Regions from separate parts of the Sus scrofa genome. Here all the other regions are linked to region 2. A link is a contact called in public Hi-C data. All regions are on one chromosome and are shown on one strand. The core of a region is the stretch at or near the end of the contact, and the rest is flanking DNA. Distances in the headings are between cores, read along the strand shown.

The links. Hi-C and Micro-C count contacts between places; a contact is called where the count stands out from the background.
Region 1: a contact with region 2 is called in a Hi-C map of skeletal muscle, with 2.3 times the contacts expected there. The contact joins the enhancer-like site here to the promoter of KPNA4 in region 2. A contact is called at or near these places in 4 of 47 Hi-C or Micro-C datasets (liver, psoas muscle and skeletal muscle) and 1 of 2 datasets of contacts at active chromatin or transcription factors (skeletal muscle).
Region 3: a Hi-C map of liver shows a contact between it and region 2, with 4 times the contacts expected there. The contact joins the promoter of PPM1L here to the promoter of KPNA4 in region 2. A contact is called at or near these places in 1 of 5 promoter capture datasets (liver), 9 of 47 Hi-C or Micro-C datasets (alveolar macrophages, blood, fetal skeletal muscle and 4 more) and 2 of 2 datasets of contacts at active chromatin or transcription factors (alveolar macrophages and skeletal muscle).

What each region holds. Positions count from the first base shown.
Region 1 is chr13:100,499,496-100,502,195 of Sscrofa11.1, reverse strand. All of the region lies in intron 1 of PPM1L (protein phosphatase 1L), which reads right to left. Among named protein-coding and RNA genes, the nearest start is that of PPM1L, 58 kb to the right of the region's middle. Within about 2 kb of position 1,430, at least 8 of the 83 cell types and tissues checked have an H3K27ac peak or open chromatin away from gene starts, as enhancers often do. A contact at or near this core is called in liver and skeletal muscle, where this site is marked.
Region 2 is chr13:100,251,750-100,254,449 of Sscrofa11.1, reverse strand. It overlaps KPNA4 (importin subunit alpha-3), which reads left to right and starts at 1,373. Exons shown (of 17, transcript XM_021069735.1): 1 at 1,373-1,746. The coding sequence starts at 1,678.
Region 3 is chr13:100,441,028-100,443,727 of Sscrofa11.1, reverse strand. PPM1L (protein phosphatase 1L) reads right to left here and starts at 1,283. Exons shown (of 4, transcript XM_021069737.1): 1 at 120-1,283. The coding sequence starts at 518.

The DNA.
Region 1 (2,700 bases), core at 181-2,680, 250 kb before region 2:
GCTCCAATCTAAAACTAAAATCATGGCAGATTGCTTTTCTTTTGATTACCTTTGTCTCATGAATTAGACCAGCTTCTCCCAACTGTTGGCTGCACACTGGATCACCTGAGGTGATTTAAAAACTACTTGTTCCTGGGCCCCACCCCCAAAGATTCAAATGTAACTGACCCCTCTTGTATTCATATCCAGGCTGGCATGTGGGCAGTCTTTAGAGCTCTCCAGGTGATTCTAATATGTAGCTCTGGGAGAGAACCCCTGCCCTAGATAATATTAAACATATCAATTAAAAGTAATGTATTACAAGTTTACTATGTCCCAAGAATTGTGAGTTACTGATTAAAAGGAAAAGTGTAGGACAAACCCTGCCCTCAAGACTAATCCAGTCTAAGGGGAAAAAGACTTAACTCCACAGTTACCATGGAGCAGAGAGCAGTGAAGAGGCCCAGCAGTGGGAGTGGTGTCAAAGGTGGCTTCTCCAACACCATGATCAAGCTGGGTAGGCCAGGAGAAGGTAGGGAAGGGCATCTCAGGAAGAGGGACCAGAATGTGCAAAGGCCCAGAAGTTGGAGAGTGGCTCCTTCCTTAGAGCTCTGCGTGTTGTTTTTTTTTTTTTACCAGTGAGGCAGAGCATGGATGTGAATACAAGAGGAATGAGGCTGGAGGTGTTTCCAGGCTTCCAAGAGGACCCAAACTGGTAACGTAAATGGACAAAGTAGTCTGAGTGTATGGCAACAGCTGGTGTGGTGGACTGCCCAACCCAAAGCAGGGTGGAGGGTGGGGGGTGGCTGTTGCTTCCTAGCTCCAGCCATTGAGAGAATAAAGGCTAAATATTGACACATCTTCCAGATTCTCAAAAGATGCCAAAAATCTGGTCCTTAATGTGAAATTCACAGGTTTTAAGACAGAGCAGAAGAAATAAACACGTCTGCAAGCCAGATACTGCCCAGAGCGCTCTAGGTATGGGCCACACCTTTTCACTACATTATAGAAAATTACTTAAAGGATTGTAAAGGGGTGAAGACAGCAGTATCCAATTTAGATTCAATTACACCTTAAATGTAAAACTGAACTGCAGTATTGCAGACAGCAATCTGATAAACCCAATTGTATAAAGCTTTCCCCCATAGTAATGCTAGTCAAGGTGCCACTGTTCTGAAATTACCCCCCTACTTTTTCATTTTCCAGATTCAATACAGGATCTTCTTACTTTTCACCTTAGGGAGAAAAAAAAGAATCTGATCGATATTAAGATGCAGGTAAAGACCACACTTATTAGGATTCAAGGTGATGTAAATTATAGTCAATCTGAATTACTATGCAGCTGGAGTACAGAGGTGGTAATCAAAAATCACAGATGATCCGCCAGGCTGGGCTGGGGCTCTAGGCCCTGGGCAGTGATCCTCTGTAGGCTGGGAATACAGCCAGCTGTCCAAGCAGGAGTCTGATAGGAGGGAGTGGAAAACCCAGATGCCAGGAGAAGGTCACCCAGTCCCCAGAGAGGACTTTGCTTCCTCCATTTGGGCTCCACCTCGACCTCCTCCCCAAGGTTAATTTCCCAAATGTAAGGGGAGAGGCAGATCCCTTATGCAGGACGATTAGCTGTCAAATTCTATAAGGGCCAACTGCAAACAGCACTCTAAGTTAGTACCCATGTAAAGTCACCAGGCGAAGCTCCACGCATGGTAAATAGAGCACTCATAGAAAATTCTCAAAAAAATCTATAAAAAGGCACTTGGCTTGAATTTCCAAAGGTATATTTCACAAACACAGTTGTCTATAAAGAAAATTAGCAAGTGAGAACATTTGTATGGTCTTATGGATTTCATTAGGGAAAACAATCCTAAATGCAAAACTGGGCAGTGGTAAGGAACACAACACAGACACATGGCTACAACTGATTCCCAAATCAAACAAATGGACAGAAGTATTGTCCAAAGACAGACAGTTTATCTAGCAAAATGCTAACTGCTTGATTTTTTTTCCTTCAGGTTTTAACAAAAAGAAAACATATCATTACCATGTCTGGTAAAATGCCTGTAATCTTTGCATGTCATTTCTAATTTTAGATATGGAAATGGGATTCTCTCAGGCATTCTGATTTCCAAAGAGAAGTTGTTGAACTGCAAGAAATTAGAATCTCCGAAAGCTTGGAAATTACACAGTAACAATGGTCCTTGCTTTCACAAGGAAGAGGCTGTTTAAAGTTAAAATACATTTAATAATCTCTACACTAAGTCTCTCAAATATTTTTTAAAGATTAAATATTACCTAAACTTGTAAAATATCTCTAAAGGCAGAGAAGGAAAAATAGCTTTGAGTGTGAAGACTCAAAACAATTTGAAGAACTGCTCTCTATCCATCAACTGCCATGCACTTTAATTGCAATTAAACAGCTTAAATAAAGAAATAATAGCAATAAAATCCTTGGAAGAGTCTCTTTTCAGCAAGGAAGAAAACAGTCACCTTAATGAAGCCATAAAGCACATTAGGATGTATTATACTTTAGAATGTATCAATAACACGAACACTTTAAGTCCTATCTAAACACACCTGAAGTACTATTTTAATTTTCTTATTGACAGAGAAATTGATATTTGTGCAAAAATCACCAGAGGTTTCTTTAAAATACATCACAAGTTCTTAATGTATGAAGCTGCTATTCAAAGAGAATGTAACTTTGATTAAACAAATCATCAGATG
Region 2 (2,700 bases), core at 124-2,623:
GCAATGAACAACGTTTTAAACTTAAAATCTTAGCATTGAATTTACATTCAAGTTAACCTTCAGTGTCAATTATTTCCAGGTACAGCTTCTGTTTGCCTAGGCAGCGGAAAGTACACAAAGAATTGAGAATTTTAAAGGTATTATTCTCATTTTAAACGCTTTATCGCCAAACTTTCTACTACAAAAAAAAAAAAAAAGAGAGAGAGAAAAAGAAAAAATCGTATGGAAGTGGGAGCGAAGGGGGCGAGGTTGTAAAAGTTCTCAAAGGACTTTAAATCAGGGTCGCCTCTCCCTATCTAGCCAAATTTAAACACACCCAAGTCTTCTAAACGTCCTCAATCCCAGCCCTGCTTTCCTTCTGACCTCAGTTACTGCTGACTTCTTCACATTTCCCTGTACATCTGAGGCGCTATCAATTGTACTTAAATATATTTCTAACCCATTTTCTCTCCTTCTTTAAAATATGGTATTATGTTCTTTTACAGCTTGTGTTATTTCTGCCTCTGATAATAACACTCCTGGTAAAGATGTATATCTTTCGAACTCATCTCCTTTCTCAACAGAAGTACAATATTACATTTTCTCTGTCAGGTACCACAGTCCTTGCCTTCCATAAGTTAGTACATTGTGGCCAGGGAGCTCCTTTAACTTTCGAAGACAAAATATCTAGGAGGTGGTACACCAAAGGATCATCAGAACGTTCCAAGTTCTCACCTGTTGAGGGAACTTGATTAGAGGGCATGAATCACATTTGTCTAAAGCGTCCTTTCACCCAATGTCCCTCCCGCTTTCCGCTGCGCCTCGCAAAGGCACGTCACTTTGGTCAGTCCAGGCCCCGCGGCTGGGCCCCCAGAAAGCAGGGACCCACTGCCAGGGTATGGAGCTCGGCCAAAAGGAGCGGAGGAGTCCGGACCCGGGATGGAGCCGAAGCGCAGATTGCACTTACTCTAAAGTCAGCAGAACGCGCAAAGAATGTCCTGGAAGAGAAGGTGCACCGAAAAGAACGTACTTTAACTCGGCTTCGACCCCGGACCCCAGACGTCTGGGGCGGGCTCTACAAACAAAAAGCAAACCAACTCTTTCCTGCGAGTCCCCTTCGCCTTCCCGCCTCCCTTCAACCTTTCCAATTCTCTTTCGGTTCCTTCCCCTAACCTCCGGAGGCACGTGGTCCCTCCGAGCTCTGCCCCCGCCGCACCCCTCCCTTCCTGGCCCGGCCCCCCGGCCCCTTCCTCCCAGAGTCGCCCGCTTCCCCTTTCCGTTCTCTCTTCCGCCCCCGCTCTCCATCGTTCTTTCTGATTGGTCGAGCGCACCGGGGTCTGGTTGGCCAATCGGCAAGCTGGGCTGGCGGTGATGGGCGTGGCCGCGGCGCCGGGGCCCTCAGATCGAGGCTGCCTCCCCCTCTCAGCCGGCAGCACATTCCGCCGCCGTTGCCGCCGCCCGGCCCCGCAGTTGTCTTCTCCCGAGCTGCTGTCGCGCAAGGGTTAGGGCTTGGGGGGGGGGACGGGCGGGAGAGGAGGAGAAGGCCGCTGCGGAGGCAGGTGTGAGGAGGAAGGAAGCGGCGGCGAGGCGAGCACAGCAGCTAAGGCGGCGGCCCGGTTCCTGGGAGTGTCGGTGCGGCGTGGTGGTTGGGGCGGATCCCGCGGGGCCCGGGCGGGGGAAGGAGTCACCGGCCCGGCCATGGCGGACAGCGAGAAACTGGACAACCAACGGCTCAAAAATTTCAAGAACAAAGGCCGCGACTTGGAGGTAAACTCGGGGGCGCAGGAGGGGTGGGGGCCGTGGGCCTCGGGTCGTCTCCGCTGGGACTCGGAGTATAGGGAGTAGGGGCGGGAGCCGCTGCCGGGCCGCGGGGGAATGGCGCTGGGGGCCGGCCAGTCCGTGACGCCTGTGCTAACGCGCCGGGAAGTTTGTCTAGGGCCTGGTCCACCTCTGCCGGCGAGCGAGGTGTGCCGGGGTACGGCCGGCGCGGCCTAGGCCTGCCCCACGGAGCCGGCCCGGCGCGAGTGCGAGGGGCTAGGCAGCGCGACTGGGAGGCCGGGTGCGGCGAGTGCGGAGGAGGCGTGCGTGTGCGGCGCTGCCCGGGCAGGGCTGCGGCCCCTACCCCGGTAGCGGCGGAGATTCCGGTTTTCGCTCCCGCACCGACGTCTGGCGCAGGGGGAAGGAGGGCGGTGGGAGGTGGGAGATCGGGCGTGTGGCGACCAAGTGGGGCTCGGAACTTCCTCAGCGAGGTCCGAGTCGTCTCCACTTAAAGGCATTTTTTCTGGTCTTCCCGACTCCCGCTTTACCCCTGCCTCCCTCCAATATCCAAACTACAGGAGTCAACTTCTCCGTTGAAAAAAACACCCCCGGCGTGAGAGGCCATCCTGGTGATGCTAACAGTGCCTTCCAGCGGCCTGTGTTTTACTGTGGATATAGTTGATTCAAGATGTGGCTCACGGTGTGCCCTCTTCTAGGCAGAGGATACCCCTTATTTCAGCTTGTTCACAAATCTCTTTACCCCCTCCTGAGAGACCAGCAGCTGCATTCTTACTCATAAAGTCCAAAGGGTTATACAAAGCTGTCATCCTCTAGTCTACAGTATCCTTTCCCTCCACCTGCAGGTGGTGGTAGTGGGGGATGGGTGGGCTGTGGAATGGCACCATCACATTTTTATTATTTTAAAAGGATGAAAAAAAACCCTTCATTATCTTAGGTAACAGC
Region 3 (2,700 bases), core at 34-2,533, 190 kb before region 2:
ACCAGGTCATTACCACACCCCTCGCACTCAGGTCCTACCCCGCTGTGCACACAACTCTCCTGTTGTCTACACACGCACACACACACGCACACACATTCAAATCCTCAGAGAACTCCTACCTCGCCCCCGTGACCGTCGAAGATCCCGAAGATGGACGGGTGCGTCTTGTTGGCTAGGTCCGTAAGAACTTCGAAGCGGTCCTCCATGTGGTCTCTCCTGCCCTGGATGGAATATACAGCCACGTTATGGCTCTTGAACTCCCAGGTCTTGGAAAATTCGGCCTCCAGCACGTCGAGTCCCCCCAGTCGGTCATTCTGCATGATTTCTGCCACCTTGCCCTTCACCATCTTCACGGCGTCCCGGCTGGACTTGACGATGGTCTTCACCTCGTCCGTGTGGAAGAAGTAACTCCACAGCGCCAAGCTGATGCACAGCAGGAAGAGCGTCTCGGGTCTCAGCAAGAAGTAGCGCATGATGCGACCCAGTAGAGACAGCAAAGTCATTGTATCCTCTATCATTTATTATCGCTAGAGCCCCAACCACCAGCAGCGACGCACGCCCCGAAGGCTCGCTGGGTCCCGGAGCACTGCGGGGACAGCCTGAGGGGAGGGAGGCGGAGCAGTAGCAAAGTGGGGTGGGGGGAGCAGGAGGCAGATAAGCAGGCAGCTCGGAGCCGGCAAGGCGAACAAGGCAGTTTCCCTTTTGTCTCCCGGCCTCGGCTGCCCGGAGGCTCGTGCCCAGCGCACCCGCGCCTGTGCCCGCCGCCCGCGCCGCCTCCCTTTGTGAGGCGGCGGCGGCCAAGACGCCGGCGGTGGCAGCAGCAGTCGCGGGTGCCGAGGCTGGACGAGAAGGATCAAGTTAAAGTTGAGCCGAGCGGATCTGCCGCGGTGGGCGGGGGAGTTCTGGGGTGCTGGCGCCCGCGTGGCCCCTCCTCGGGTGCCCTCACCGCTCCGCGGAGCGATCGGCAGGTGAGGAAGTGCGGGACGCGAGAGCCTAGCAGGCGAGGGATGCACGTCCCCTCGGTCGCCGCTGCAGGGGAGCGCAGAGCGGGCCGATCGCTCCGAGTCCTTCACACACCCCGGGGAGCCCCAGAGAATAAAAGTTTTGCTAGAGCCTGGGCAGAAGTGGGGTTACGCGGAGCCCGGGGACGCAGCACGATCGGCGCGGAGCCGCAGGCGGCCGGCGGGGCTCTGCCTGCCTCTCCCCAGCACCTCCCAGCTTCTCTCCGCTCAGCTCGGCTCAGCTCGCGCGCACCCTCCTCGCGCTCCGGCTCGCGCTCGCCCCGCCCAGCGCGCGCTTGCCCCGCCCCGCCTCGCCCCGTCCCGCCCCTTGAGCCAGACTCAAGGCCCGGAGGTGCTCTAGTGGAGCTGTCAAAAGCAGAGGCAGCTCGGCAGCTGCTGGCGCGCTAGCAGCTGCGGACGGTCCAGGCAAAGGGAGAGGGGGGTGGCGGAAAGGGGCGCGTTTGAGGCCGAGCTCGAACGCATGGTCGTTTCTGCCTCCTGTGCGAACTCTCCGGACAATATAATATTGACCATGGCGGTCTGAACGGCGGTTTCGCTGGAGCAACTGCTACCGGCTGGAAAGCAGAGGGCCGCACGTGAGCGTCCCCCCCTCCGGCTGGCGGCACGGTAGTGCGGTCCCCGCCTCACCAGGCATAAGGCAAGCGAGAAGGGACGCACTTCTCCACGCTCGCAAAGGGAGGAGGAGAGGGTCGGTCCCTTGATTTTCTGTAACTGAGGCCTGCTTGGATCTGCTGAGAGGCGGAGAGCGAGCGTCTGGCCCAAAAGCTCTCTCTCGACGAGAAAACACCTCCCGAGAACAGCAGGATATGAGGACTCAGAGCCACGTGGAAGTGTGCTCTGATGATACCTCAGGAGCAACGCGGATGGACTGGCCTCTCCTCGACCTACCGCCGCCCCAGGAGCTAGGACTTAGCCACAAAGGCCATCTCTGGTCTCAACCCTTCCACGGAGACACACAGAGTGTCCTAGTGGAGCCCCGGAGGCCCTGCTGCTGGCGAGAGCTCTGACTCTGCTGTTCAGGTTTGCAGTTCCCTTTGAAGTTTCGAACTCGCGGCCTCCTACCACCTTCTCTGTCATCGCAGAAGGTGAAATGGCAGGAGACTTCCCAATAAGCAGAAGTGAATGGGCTTCCAGAAGGCATCAAAGATAACTTGTTGAAATATGGGCAGGTGTCTGTGGCCTTAGGATGTCGGGGAAAAAGAAGAATGCGCAAATCAGCTTAGAAAATGGACACCAGTGAGCTTTAAAGGAAAATATTCACACTTGCTACCCCTGTCCAGAAAGAGGAGTGCTGATCTGCAGCTTCCAGTCTGCTGGACTAGAGTGGAGGCTGACTGATTCCCAGCCCAGCCAGTGTCTCTCTCCCCAAGCACTCCTACTTTAGAGTGATCCCATTACGTTTAGAAAACAATAAAAATAAAAAGGAGTAGGGGTTCCCTGTTGGCCTAGCGGTTAAGGATTAGGCATGGTCACTGCTGTGGCTCGGGTGGGACCCCTGGCTCCAGAACTTATGCATGCTGCAGGCCCAGCCAAAAAATAAATAAAAAGAGATGAAACACTGGAAGGAAATACACCAAAATGTTCACAATGGTTAATTACAGTAGCGAATTATATGTGGCTTTCATTTTCTGCTTTGAACTTCTGTTTTCCTTAACTTTTCCAAAGGTTTTATAAAAGT